Regions from separate parts of the Mus musculus genome. Here region 1 is linked to region 2. A link is a contact called in public promoter capture Hi-C data. All regions are on one chromosome and are shown on one strand. The core of a region is the stretch at or near the end of the contact, and the rest is flanking DNA. Distances in the headings are between cores, read along the strand shown.

Region 1 (6,652 bases), core at 1,412-3,911, 59 kb after region 2:
GTTCACACTCCAGTGAATGGCACCACAGTCATAGGAATGGTTGGAATACTGATTTGATTTAGTAGGTTTTTTTTTAAAAAGGAGAAAAGAGATGAGATTGGTAGGGAAAGTGTGTGTGTGTGTGTGTGTGTGTGTGTGTGTTGTAGTCCAGGATGAGTTGGAGGGAGGAAATTGTGGGATGTATATGATCAAAAGACATTGGATATATTTGTGAAATTCTCAAAGAACAAACAATATATAAAAATGAATATGAATGTTTAGGAGAAACAAATTATAATCTATCATAAAACTTAAAATAATTGTACAAAATAACCTAGTATGAACTGGAATATTCTGGGAAACATTCTAGTTGGAGCTTGGCTCTGCCATTTCATAACTGGACAGCACTGAACAGGTACAAAATGGCTTGACTTCAGTGTCTTTGCATAGGGACTAGCGATCCTTCTCTTATCTCCTAGTACATAAGTCATGCCGTGGTCTCTAAATCACCATTTTGCTGTCCTACCCACAAGATACTGATGATGCTTTGTGAGATCCAACTCCTGGCTGTGGACCACTGTGGCTTGCCATTACATTATAACTCTGCACCACATCCAGGTGACTGAAAGACTTTTTCAATTTTCTTCAGGTCTCTTAATATGGGCCTTGTGCTCATCTACTTTTAAAGGATGTCAATAAAAGAAACCTAAAGAGTTAAACTTTAATCTGTTTTCATTTCTAGCTCTAGAGAAGGCTAGGAAGAAGGAACTGGGTGGTCAAAAGGGTAGAAAAGTTCAGAGTTCAGTACATGTGTGTGTGTCCTCTGATTTTTCACTGAAGTATGGTGCAATGTTGTAAGCAATTTATTGTTTGTCTTATGACCATCTGTAAAACATATGGAAATGAAATGTTTTTATATAGCTACCTATTTTTTGTTAACATACCAGTGACTTATTTCCCTATAATTAAAAAGTTTTGCAATCTCAGGTACTTCAGCTATGAAGGTAGCTTTCTAAGTGGCAAAGCTGTCCTTACCTACTGTGTTCAACAAGCAAAAGAGTGATAACCTTTGATCGTCTCTTGATCATACATGGTGTCTGCACTTTGTACAACTGAGCATGAAGCTGATACCATCCTGAAGTAATGGGAAGACTCAGAAATCCTCTTAATCTCTCTCCTCTCCAGTGCTCACCTCAAAGTAACATTTGCTAAGATTAAGTCATAGCTTTAGCCAAAAACATTTCAGGGAAGACACCAGATACAGTGACTGATGCATCCCGTGAGATTCAACAGCTTCAGCTTGGCCATCAGAGGCAGCATCCACCAGGAAGGCAGGGGAAAGGACCACAGAATACAAAGGAAAGTGCCGCCATGGTACCTGTTTCCACCTTCCTAAACAAGAGCAAACTGAAGCTCTTTGGTAAGAGGGAAGAACGTTTGGTTTCTGTAATACTATTACAGGTACTGTGCAACCAGATAAAACCTTGCTCGATGCTCATCCTTTGTTAAAACAGTGGTTCCTATTCAGTGCAGCGGTACTATCCGTCTCTTGTCTTTTCCGGAGACTATAGAACAGCAGGTGACCACATTATTACTAAGCCAACAAACTGTCATAAAGAGCTGCCTCTTTGGCGTTCAAAATCCAGTCTCTACTGCGTAGAAAGCTCATATTGACAAAAAAACCGAAAGCGTAGGTTGCTTGTGAACAATAAACCATAGTAGCTATTTAGATAGGTGTGTAGTTAGATAAAATGCATCTGCCTTCCCAGCTTTGATAACTATGCTAATCCCAAAGTCAAATAGAACCCAGGGAAGGGCGACAGGGGGAGCAGTGTGTGGGGGGCAGGAAAGATGGAACGAAGCAGCAAGCAGCAGCCGTTGCTGAGACCTTAGGCGAGGCAACTGCTCTTACGCTTTTAAAGTTCCATTTTATGAGGCCCCACCTTTCCCTGCTGAAGTACAGATCTTTTTTTTTCCCATTACGGTGGGCCTTGTCTCCACTCAGTCCCTCTGGATTCAGGCAGGTGCCCCCACTTTCAGGCTCTCCTTGCTAAGGCCAAGGCTTTACTCTTGGCTTTTAGAAGCGGAGGCCAAACGATGGCCTGGAGGAGCTGTTATCAACCGTCTCTCATTATCAGACTTCCCGGCCTGAGGAATGTATCTGGTTCCTGTATTTATGGAGTCTTAGCGACAGATGGGGTGCAAGTGAGCGCGAGTCATTCTGGCACCCTGAAAACAACTCGAGGTCTCCTTAATAGGCACACCACCTAAGGTGGAGCGCCTGCTTCCCTGAGAATGAATGCCAGGCTTCGCACCTAGTCACCTAGTCGCAGTAACGCTGTGGACCCGAATCGTTCCAGGACCCCGGGGACAGTACAGAGGAGCAACTCCCGGGGGGAGCTGGTGAGGAGGACTACTCCTAGCCCCGAAGGGGCTAACCAACGGCTTCCTAGGTACTAGACTCCCTCTGCACTCCAGCACCCTCCCTCCATCTGAGTGAGCGCTTCTCTGTCTCCTTCCTGAGGATCCGACTCCGGATCCTCACCTCCCTTCCCAGGTGGTGCCTCCCTTTCTCCCGGCCCTGAGCCCCTGACCCAGCGGGAATCCTACCTCTTCCGAGCCTCAGAGGTGTCCACTTGCCAGCTTCGGTCACACGTGTGACCGCGGGTGCCCAGGAGGTGCAAGCGTCTGCACCCTGCCCCGCCCGGCCCCGCCCGCTGCAGGAGCTGGCAACCTCAGATGGCCCTAACCCTGCTGCTAGCACGACCTCAGGTGGCTCAGCACAGTACTTTTCTTCCAAGCACCTTTTCCCTGCTTCCGAGTGTCCCCTGTTTCTGAGAGTCCCCTGCTTCAGAGAGTCCCCTGCTTCAGAGAGTCCCCTGCTTCAGAGAGGCTTTCGGGGACCACAGGCACTCCTTTAAAAGTGTGTTCCCGAAAGCCCAGCCAGGTTCCTGGATCATCCAGGTGCACTACTTATGGAGACTTCCTGTTATGCAAAGCGATTTCTGGCCTGGGAGGAAGGGAATGCTCTGAGTGGGACTAGCTCTGAATTTCTCCAGCCAGGAAAACCACAGCTAACACGCAGGACAAATAGTCACTGACCACTCACCGCCAAGGAAGGCTCCGGTGGATGATACGTGGGCTTCTTCTTTTCCATTCTATTCTTTTCTACATCCATCCATCCATCCATCCATCCATCCATCCATCCATCCAATCAATCTTCTTTGTGCACGTTTGACAAAAATCTGTCAGGTGGGCACAGTTCTGGATTGGCATGAGAGGAGTTCCCGGGTGGTGTTTAAGATGCTGCAATAGTGGCTGCTCTCTGTAGCACTTGTAGCTAAGAGACTGACCTTATTTTGCACCGTTGCTGCCCCTTGTACTTCCTAAAGACATGAAGAGAATGCCAGCACTAAAGCTCTCTGCACACTCAGAGAAAGAACTCAGGGAGAGATACTAGCAGAGGAACCTCTGAAAAGCTGCTGTGTTTTCAAAAACGATATAAAAATCTGTATTCTCAGCTTGGGGACTAGCCCTCAGAGCAAAGGATCAGGTCCCGTCCTGGAGTGTGTCCACACCTGCAGATTTTGAAACAGAGGAAAGGGAGTAGCCCTACACAGTCATCAGCCAGGGAGAGGCTGCACTTGGTCACCAGTTCCTTCTGACGCTTTCTGCTCAGGACTGTTTTACTTTCCTTATAGGCTAAGATCTCGAGACAGCCGTGTGCAGTTTTATTGATAGAGCTACTGGTTGGTAAAGATGCTTTGACAGTTTCATTTATGTTTTGTGAGGCAGGGTCTTATGTAGCCCAGGTGTGCCTCTACCTTACCATAGAGCCACAGATGACTTTAGGTTTCTGGTCCTCCTGCTTGTACCTCACAAGCACTGGGATTGCAGGTGTGCACCCCTCTGTGTCTGGTTTATATAGTTCTAGTGGTTGAACACAGGGTTTGGTACAAGCTAGAAGAATACCAATTGAACTGCATCCTCAGCCCAGAGATTGTGTGTGTGTGTGTGTGTGTGTGTGTGTGTGTGTGTGTGTGTGTGTGTATGTACATGCGGAGGCTAGGTCCATGTTGGGTGTGTTCTCTCACCTTCCACCTAATTTTTGAGATGAAGTCACTCACTGACTATGGAGCTTGCTCACCTGTTCAGTTAGATTATGGGCCAAGCAAACTTTAGGGATCCTCTCTTGTCTGCAGTGAGAATACGGGGATGTGCAGCCCGCTTCCCGCCTAGCATTTTATATGAATTCTGGGGATCAGAACCTAAGCCCTCATTCTTGCCCCACAAGCACTTTACCAATGGAGCTACCTCCCCAGCCCTGAGATACTTAGGACCTCTGGCTCAAATTTAGCATCCAAATATTAAGACACACCAGTTTTTAAAGTATACCTTTGACGGTCGTTAACTTCATTGATCAACAGTTTTAATAAAAATCAAACAGTTTCAATGAAGTAGTGACAAGTATCAGGAAATCAACTTTGAAATAATACAATAATATGAATTATTATCAAATTGTTTTCTGATAAAGAGAGAACTCCCAAGTGGTGACACATATTTGTATAATCTTACCATTCAGGAGCTAGAGGCAAAGGGATTTCAAGTTCAAGGGCAATCTGGGCTTCACGGACTCTCAAAACACAAAAGTAGGGATGAAGGGGTGGCACAGCAGTTAGGAGCACTGGCTACTCTTCCCAAAGACCTGGGTTCAGTTCTCAACACCCACATGGCATCTCACAATGATTTATAACTCCAGTCTCTTAGGATCTAATTTTCTCTTCAGGCACCGCACAATTTGTACAGGGACATATATGCGGGCAAAACACCCATACGTGTAAAATAAAAATAAGCAATAATTTAAAACGCTCCAAATAACACAAAGAAATAAAACAGAGTGGTATCTGATATGTCCTTGTGTGGACTTTAACAAAGGAGGGTGGTCTTTTTAGTCTCAGAAGGACAAATGATGTGCGTCCTCAGATGTAGAATCTAAATAAATATACAAAAAATGTGAAAGGAGACTATGTGAAAGATGGTAGGGGATCTAAAGGAGGGGAAAAGGAGAAACATGAGAAGATAATAGGGAGAAGGAAGGCAAAAATAATTGCTTGCTTTCAGTCAGGATTACACGGGAGAGCTGTGGGAGGGGAAGGGGGGAGGGAAGGAGGACCAGGCAAATACCAGCAAGTTACAATGTCACCTAGGTATGAAACTGTCATTTGAAATCCATTATTTTATGTTCTAACTGAAAACGAAATAGAAGAACGGCATGGGAAATGGTTGATTTTTGTAGATGTTACGAGCATAACTGTGTTAAAAAGCTTTCAACATTGGGGCTGGCGAAGTGGATCAGCAGTCAAGAGTGCTTGCTGTTTTTCTAGAAGCTTGGTTTCCAGCCTCCAGTGGCACAGCTCACAACTGCCTGTAACCACAGCTCCAGTAATCAAAGTCATTTCCTAGTCTCTGTAGGCACCTGCACATACATAGCACACACACACACACACACACACACACACACGCATGCACGCACGCACGCACACAGAGTAACAATCTTAAACACAAGTAGATTGCTATCCAGTCTCCCCTTGATCACCATGCTACTAGCTGGACACATGGTTACCCACAAGTACCATTTTTCTCAAGGAGGAGTTAGATAACTAAGTTCAGGTCACTGAACTGAGGTTAGAAGACAGGGAACTAGTGGCAAATTTCCTAAAAGGAAAGAGATGAGTCCGTCCTTATTCCTTTTTCTCACCAGTGACAAGGTGGTGGGCTAACCTTGGACCAGGAGCTATAGTCAAGAGGATAGCAGTATAGGAGGGATCTTCTGACGATTTCATGGACTGCTCTGCGTGAGTCTCTCAAGGACCATCTCCAGACTGTTATGTGAAAGAAAAAGAAACTGTTCTGTGTAAGTCTTGGCTAGTTGAGGTTTTTGTTAATGGTAGCCAAATCTCTATCCCAACGAGTGAAAAACAACTTCCCTCTTGGTTTATAAGATCAACAAATCAAACTTGAAGATGGGCTGGAAAAAAAATCTATAATATTCACCTTGCCTGTTAATCTGAAAACCACAGCTTTGGGGTTTCCAACTGTAAGGAATTAATGGATAATAGTTGTTTTTTTTTTTTTTAAATAAGGTTTCATATAGTCCAAGCTAGCCTTCAATTTGTTATGATCTTAAAGCCTTTATCCCTTCTCAGTCATGGTGATCTGAGATGACATTAGTAATCTAATTAGTAATTAGTAATTAGATGACTAATGTCATCTCAGATCACCATCACACATGGCTTAATAAGAATAAATTTAGTCTTTTTAAAGATCTGTATTTATTTATTTATTTATTTATTTATTTATTTATTTAAAGACAGGGTTTCTCTGTGTAGCCCTGGCTGTCCTGTAACTCACTCTGTAGACCAGGCTGGCCTCGAACTCAGAAATCTGCCTGCCTCTGCCTCCCAAGTGCTGGGATTAAAGGTGTGTGCCACCACTGTCTTTATTTTCAATTGTGTGTGTGTGTGTGTGTGTGTGTGTGTGTGTGTGTGAGTGAGTGCTTGACCACTCTGGCTCCTACAATTCTTCTCCCTTTGCTACAGGACTCCCCACGCTCTGCCTAATGCTTGGCTATGGGACTCTGCATCTGTTTCCATCGGTTGCTAGGTGAAGTCTC
Region 2 (6,585 bases), core at 2,026-4,525:
TCTTACTACTTGGGTTGTTAGAGCCCCTAAGTTAGTGACAACTCTCTAGCCCATTTACCTGGTAATGATTTTTCCTTTCTTCAGGAAAATGAAGACAGCTCAGATGCCATGACACCTGTCCCTCGAGTGTGAGTATATTGTTCTTGTGGTGGGTGGATGCCTGGGAAGCCGTGTCGTAGCTTGAGATTGCTCTGGATCTTCTGACAATGCTCCCGTGTGTTAGAGCTGTAATGGACCCTTGAGACCCAGAAGTCCACTGACTCATATGCCTTAACATACTTGAGGAGGGCACATGTGCTCTCAGTAAGAATGGCTCCTGACTGCAGTGGTCTCTAAAGATGGATGGTCTGCCTGTGAAGAAGTCATGATGTTCATATCCTTGACTTGTAGTACTGTGTTCTTCATTCCAAGTCAGCTCATTTTCCTATTCCTACCTGCTCACATTACAGTGCAGAGGACCAGCCTTAGTGTAACCCACAAACACACCCTCCCCCACTCTACACATATCCATTCACATAATGGGGGTTTAGAACTCAAATTCTGGGCTCTTTGGAAGGCAGAAAACCCACTCAGGACTTGAAATGCTTTGTTCCCCCAGAGTGACTTTTTTGTTTTGAAATTGAGCTGGCTTTCAACAGTGCTGAAAAACAGAGGTGAGGGTGCCACCCTCGCTGTGTTTATTCCAAACCCTTGCGATCCTAAGAATAGGGCAATGTGGGAAAGCAGTCGGGTTTCTGTGGTAGGAGCTGGAGAGCAGACTGAGCAGGAGTGAGTACTTCTGAAAGAGAGGAATTCTACCACTGCCAGGAAGGGGCTAATGGTCCTTCTTGCTCTCGGATGACACAGAATTCTTTATGTTCCAGAAGAACTGACTATGTGGTTCGGCCTAGCACAGGAGAGGAGAAACGGGTTTTTCAAGAACAGGTAAGATCTCCTTAGAAGTAAGTAGACACAGAAGCACTGAGCCTGGCTTTCCTTGATCTCAACTCCTTGGGGTTCAGAGCCTTCAATCCAGATAGTTCATTGGTCGAGGCTGTTTGTTGGGGTAGAAATAGTTTGGTGAAAGGGTAAGAAAACTTTTGACTATCTTTTTTACCAGCTAGCAAAATGTATTTTCCTTTCTTATCATATTTTGGGTGCCCATCTGTGGACTGTCTTTTCCCACTACGGTTGGTCACTGTTCTTTGTGAGGTCACTCCTTTCCTCCTTGTATTGACGTCTCATTTGATCGATCTAAGGGATCGATCTAGGGAGAACTCCACTAATTCTGAAATAGCAATTTTTTGCCTTTTTTTTTTTGGTAGGAGCGTTACAGGTATAGCCAACCCCATAAGGCATTCACCTTTCGCATGCATGGCTTTGAGTCTGTGGTGGGGCCAGTGAAGGGCGTGTTTGACAAGGAGACCTCCCTCAACAAGGCTCGTGAGCATTCACTGCTGCGCTCTGACCGGCCTGCCTATGTCACCATTCTGTCTCTTGGTATGTAGCATGTATTTATTACTAGGGCTTTCTTATTTGTACCCAAAGCTTTCCTCACATTAAATTGATACTTCCTGTACAAAACTCCACCCCCTTGCTCACTCTGTCCATTGATAGGCTAGAAGATCAATCAGTCTTAGAAGTTTTCAAAGCTGAGAGATGTCAGGGTGGATTCTACCCTGGTAGATTGATGGCAAGAGTCACTGTTTCTTTCTAGAGTCATCTTCGTTTTGATAAACTGTTCACAAGCTAATAGTAACATTAGGTATAGGATTTTGCTTTCTCAAAGGATGTTTTTTCATGAGAGCAGTGACACATACCTCTGACCCCAGTTCTTAGGATGCTGAGGCTAGAGGACTGTTGTAAATCTGAGGGCTGCCTAGGCTGCACAGTGAATTTGAAGCCACACAATGACATTGTCTCAGAAAATGAAAGAACAAGGAATTCTTTGTATCATGAGTCCGTTGGTAGTGAGACCTATGGAGTCCTCCTCAGAGTTAAAATGATGCATTTGAATCCCCCTCCCCTCCTGCCCCCCAAACTCCTAGATAGGGTTTCTCTGTTCAGTCTTGGCTGTTCCTGGAACTCGATCTGTAGACCAGGCTGGTCTTGAACTCAGAGATCTACCTGTATCTACCTCCTGAGTGCTAGGATTAAAGGTGTACACTACCACAGCCCACCTGCATTTAAAATTTTTCTTTAGGGGGGAAGGGTAAAGACTTATTTATTTTATGTATATGAGTACACTGTAGCTACCTTCAGACACACCAGAAGAGGGCAGCAGATCCATCACACCTAGTTGTGAGCCACCATGTGGGTGCTCGGTATTCAACTCAGAACCTCTGGAAGAGCAGTCAGTGCTCTTAACTGCTGAGTCAGCTATCCAGCCCCTTGCATTTTAATTCTCAAAATACTTTAAGTTACAGAAAAGGACGATACTATTTCAGTAATTATTAAATTGTTAAAACATTTAAATGCAAAACTGTTGTGTTGTGATACTGAGTGATAAGACCAGGTGCCAGGTGTTTTAATTTCTGTTATTTCCAGTGGGGGTCAGTGTAAGTGATTTTGTATGTTACACTTGTATCATGAAAAGTATTTGATTGCTATTGTAATAGCATGATAATAGCAGTATGTGGTTTATGTTTGTTGATAACTGAAAGAAGTGCTAATCTACTTTTCTTACCAAGTGTATAGAACTTCTGAGTCATCTCTCACCTTCCCTGTATACATGAATGCATTATTTTGGTCTAATCTACCCTCTACTCCCTCCTCCCAGACACCCTCCCAGCTTTTTCACTAAAAATGGATATTGTATGTTTGTGTGTATCCCACTAAGTCCAGTTAGTGTCACCTGCATGCATCTGGGTGTGGTGTGGGTATGTCCACTGTAGCATGGGTAATCTACTCTCCTCAAAACAAAACTGACATTATCTCCGACTTGCTGCCCTGGTCAGAAATGGAACCTTTCAGATCCCGCCTATCCATGCTGGAGTAGTGACTAGATAGATCTTGGGCAGGTCTTGTGTAGTGACCACAGCTTTTGAGAGTTAGGACAACAGCTCCCTGTCAGGTCCAAAAGGTACTGTTTTCTATCAGTTCTCCTTAACCTCTGTCTCTTAAAATCTTCTCACCCTCTCTTCTACAACATTCCTTGGGAGATGGGAGTGTGATTTTCTGTTTGGGAATGAGAACCCCTTTATTCAATTCTAAGGTATTCTTTTGCCATAGGTGTGTTAACCCTGTAGGAAGGTGCAGTGCAGCGTTGATGGCCAGTAGAGGGCAGTGTGCCCCTGACCGGGCCGGTGAGGCTCAGGAACCATTATCCTAGGGAGCTCAGCCCCACCAGAGCAGGTCAGGAGGTGTTGTAATTCATTGGAAGCTTTGCTTGACTCCTGGATTTTGCATTTTCTACTGTCAGTTCGGGATGCTGCAGCTCGGCTGCCTAATGGAGAAGGCACTCGGGCAGAGATCTGTGAACTGCTCAAGGACTCTCAGTTTCTGGCTCCAGATGTCACCAGCACTCAGGTGAGTTAGAGAAACAGCTTTTGGCTTCATTTCAGAATGTATTTGAGAAAAACTATTAGGAAATGTAAGTTACACCTTTTTGTCTTATGCTATTGAGGGTTGAACCCAGGGTCTTGTACACATCAGGAACATGCTTTACCAGCGAGCTGTATGTGTTTGCCTACCATGAAATCATTTATTTATTTATTTATTTATTTATTATTGGGTATTTATTTCATTTACATTTCCAATGCTATCCCAAAAGTCCCTCACACCCTCCCACACCCACTCCCCCACCCACCCACTCCCACTTCTTGGCCCTGGCGTTCCCCTGTACTGAGGCATATAAAGTCTGCACGACCAATGGGCCTCTCTTTTCACTGATGACTGACCAGGCCATCTTCTGATACATATGCAGCTAGAGACAGGAGCTCCAGGGATACTGGTTAGTTCATATTGTTGTTCTACCTTAGGGTTGCAGATCCCCCCAGTTCCCTGGGTACTTCCTTCAGCTCCTCCATTGGGGGCCCTGTGATCCATCCAATAGCTGACTGTGATCATCCACTTCTATGTTTGCTAGGCCCCAGCATAGCCTCACAAGAGACAGCTATATCTGGGTCCTTTCAGCAAAATCTTTCCAGTGTATGCAATGGTGTCAGCGTTTGGAGGCTGATTATGGGATGGATCCCCGGGTATGGCAGCCTCTAGATGGTCCATCCTTTTGTCTCAGCTCCAAACTCTGTCTCTGTAGCTCCTTCCATGGGTGCCTTGCTCTCAATTCCAAGAAGGGGCAAAGTATCCACACCTTGGTCTTCGTTCTTTCCGAGTTTCATGCGTTTCGCAAATTTTATCTTATATCTTAGGTATTCTAAGTTTCTGGGCTAATATCCACTTATCAGCGAGTACATATCATGTGAGTTCTTTTGTGATTGAGTTACCTCACTCAGGATGATGCTCTCCAGGTCCATCCATTTGTCTAGGAATTTCATAAATTCATTCTTTTTAATAGCTGAGTAGTACTCCATTGTGTAGATGTACCACATTTTCTGTATCCATTCCTCTGTTGAGGGGCATCTGGGTTCTTTCCAGCTTCTGGCTATTATAAATAAGGCTGCTATGAACATAGTGGAGCATGTGTCCTTCTTACTGGTTGGGACATCTTCTGGATATATGCCCAGGAGAGGTATTTCGGGATCCTCCAGTAGTACTATGTCCAATTTTCTGAGGAACCACCAGACTGATTTCCAGAGTGGTTGTACACGCCTGCAATCCCACCAACAATGAAGGAGTGTTCCTCTTTCTCCACATCCTCGCCAGCATTTGCTGTCATCTGAATTTTTGATCTTAGCCATTCTGACTGGTGTGAGGTGGAATCTCAGGGTTGTTTTGATTTGCATTTCTCTGATGATTAAGGATGCTGAGCATTTTTTCAGGTGCTTCTCAGCCATTCGGTATTCCTCAGGTGAGAATTCTTTGTTTAGCTCTGAGCCCCATTTTTTAATGGGGTTATTTGATTTTCTGGAGTCCACCTTCTTGAGTTCTTTATATATATTGGATATTAGTCCCCTATTTGATTTAGGATAGGTAAAGATCCTCTCCCAATCTGTTGGTGGCCTTTTTGTCTTATTGACGGTGTCTTTTGCCTTACAGAAGCTTTGCAATTTTATGAGGTCCCATTTGTCGGATTCTTGATCTTACAGCACAAGCCATTGCTGTTCTATTCAGGAATTTTTCCCCTGTGCCCATATCTTCGAGGCTTTTCCCTACTTTGTCCTCTATAAGTTTCAGTGTCTCTGGTTTTATGTGGAGTTCCTTGATCCACTTAGATTTGACCTTAGTACAAGGAGATAGGAATGGATCAATTCGCATTCTTCTACATGATAACCACCAGTTGTGCAGTTGTACCATAAAATCTTAAAAAAAAAAGAAAAAAAGAATGAGTAAGTTGGGTGTGGTGGTGCATGCCTCTAATCCCAGCTTCTGGGAAGCAAAGACAGGTTGAGTTTGAGTCCAGAACACCCAGAGCCACACAGAGAAACTTTGTCTCAACCCTTCTCCCCCCAAATCAAATGAAAAACTTGCTGGGCATGATGGCATGTACCTGTAATACCAGCTACCTTGGGAGGCTGAAGTAGGAGGATTTTGAACTTGAAGCCTGGACAGCATAAACTCCTGAATGTTCTGTGGGTAAGAGTGTACATATGATGCTGCATGAGGTGGCAGATCTTTCATCCTCAAACTTCAGGAGAATTACCTAGAGTCTATGGTCTAGCTAGCCTGGAATACACAATGAGGCAGAGACAGCAAGAGAGACTCTGCCTCAGAAACAAGGTAGATGGGAATTGTCTTAGTCAATGTTTCTATTACTGTGATGAATCACCATGACCAAAAAGCAAGTTGGGGAAGAAAGGGTTTATTCAGCTTACACTTTCACATCTTTGTTCATTACCAGAGGAAGTCAGGACAGGACAGGACAGTCCAACAGGACTGGAACCTGGAGGTGGGAGCTGATGCAGAAGCAATGGAGGGGTGCTTTTACTGGCTTGCTTCCCCTGGCTTGCTCATTCTGCTTTCTTAACCCAGGACTACCAGTCCACCGATGGCACCACCCACAATGGGCTGAGCCCTCCTTTGTTGATCACTAATTGAGAAAATGCCTTACAGCTAGATCTCATGGAAGCATTTTGTCAAGTGAGGCTCCTTCCTCTCTGATGAGTCTAGTTTGCATCAGTTGGAACATAAAACCAGCCAGAACAGTAACAGTGAGAACCACCTGTGTGTGACCTTCTGACTTCCACACATGCACTGTGGCAAATGTATGGCTGTACTCACATTATGTACACAATAAGAATAATAAGATAAATCCATTAACAATACTACAACCAGGTGGGTAGAGAAATGGCTCAGTGGCTAAGAATACTGTTCTTTCAGAAGACCCAGGTTTGATTTCCAGTAGCCACATGGTAATTCACAGCTGTCTGTCAGTCTGTCTTTCTTTCTTTCTTTTAATAGAATAGAGTTTATTCAGGGCATGAGGAGGGGAACCTTAAGAGGGTAGTAGAGATAGAGAAAGGCAGGAGAGAGAGAGAAAGAGGGGGA

The links. Promoter capture Hi-C pulls out the DNA fragments that hold promoters and counts their contacts.
Region 1: a promoter capture Hi-C map of stem cell-derived epiblast-like cells shows a contact between it and region 2, with 2.2 times the contacts expected there. The contact joins the promoter of Tmem45b here to the enhancer-like site in region 2. A contact is called at or near these places in 3 of 39 promoter capture datasets (embryonic stem cells, liver and stem cell-derived epiblast-like cells), 12 of 484 Hi-C or Micro-C datasets (embryonic stem cells, liver, morula and 2 more), 3 of 115 datasets of contacts at active chromatin or transcription factors (embryonic stem cells, intestinal villus epithelium and stem cell-derived neural progenitor cells) and 4 of 9 other capture datasets (adipose tissue, embryonic stem cells, liver and 1 more).

The regions. Positions count from the first base shown.
Region 1 is chr9:31,461,577-31,468,228 of GRCm38.p6, forward strand. It overlaps Tmem45b (transmembrane protein 45b), which reads right to left and starts at 2,662. Exons shown (of 6, transcript NM_144936.1): 1 at 2,590-2,662.
Region 2 is chr9:31,402,151-31,408,735 of GRCm38.p6, forward strand. Nfrkb (nuclear factor related to kappa B binding protein) reads left to right here. Exons shown (of 26, transcript NM_172766.3): 14 at 85-128; 15 at 864-924; 16 at 1,305-1,479; 17 at 3,401-3,507. Among named protein-coding and RNA genes, the nearest start is that of Nfrkb, 19 kb to the left of the region's middle. Within about 2 kb of position 3,276, at least 5 of the 459 cell types and tissues checked have an H3K27ac peak or open chromatin away from gene starts, as enhancers often do. A contact at or near this core is called in stem cell-derived epiblast-like cells, where this site is marked.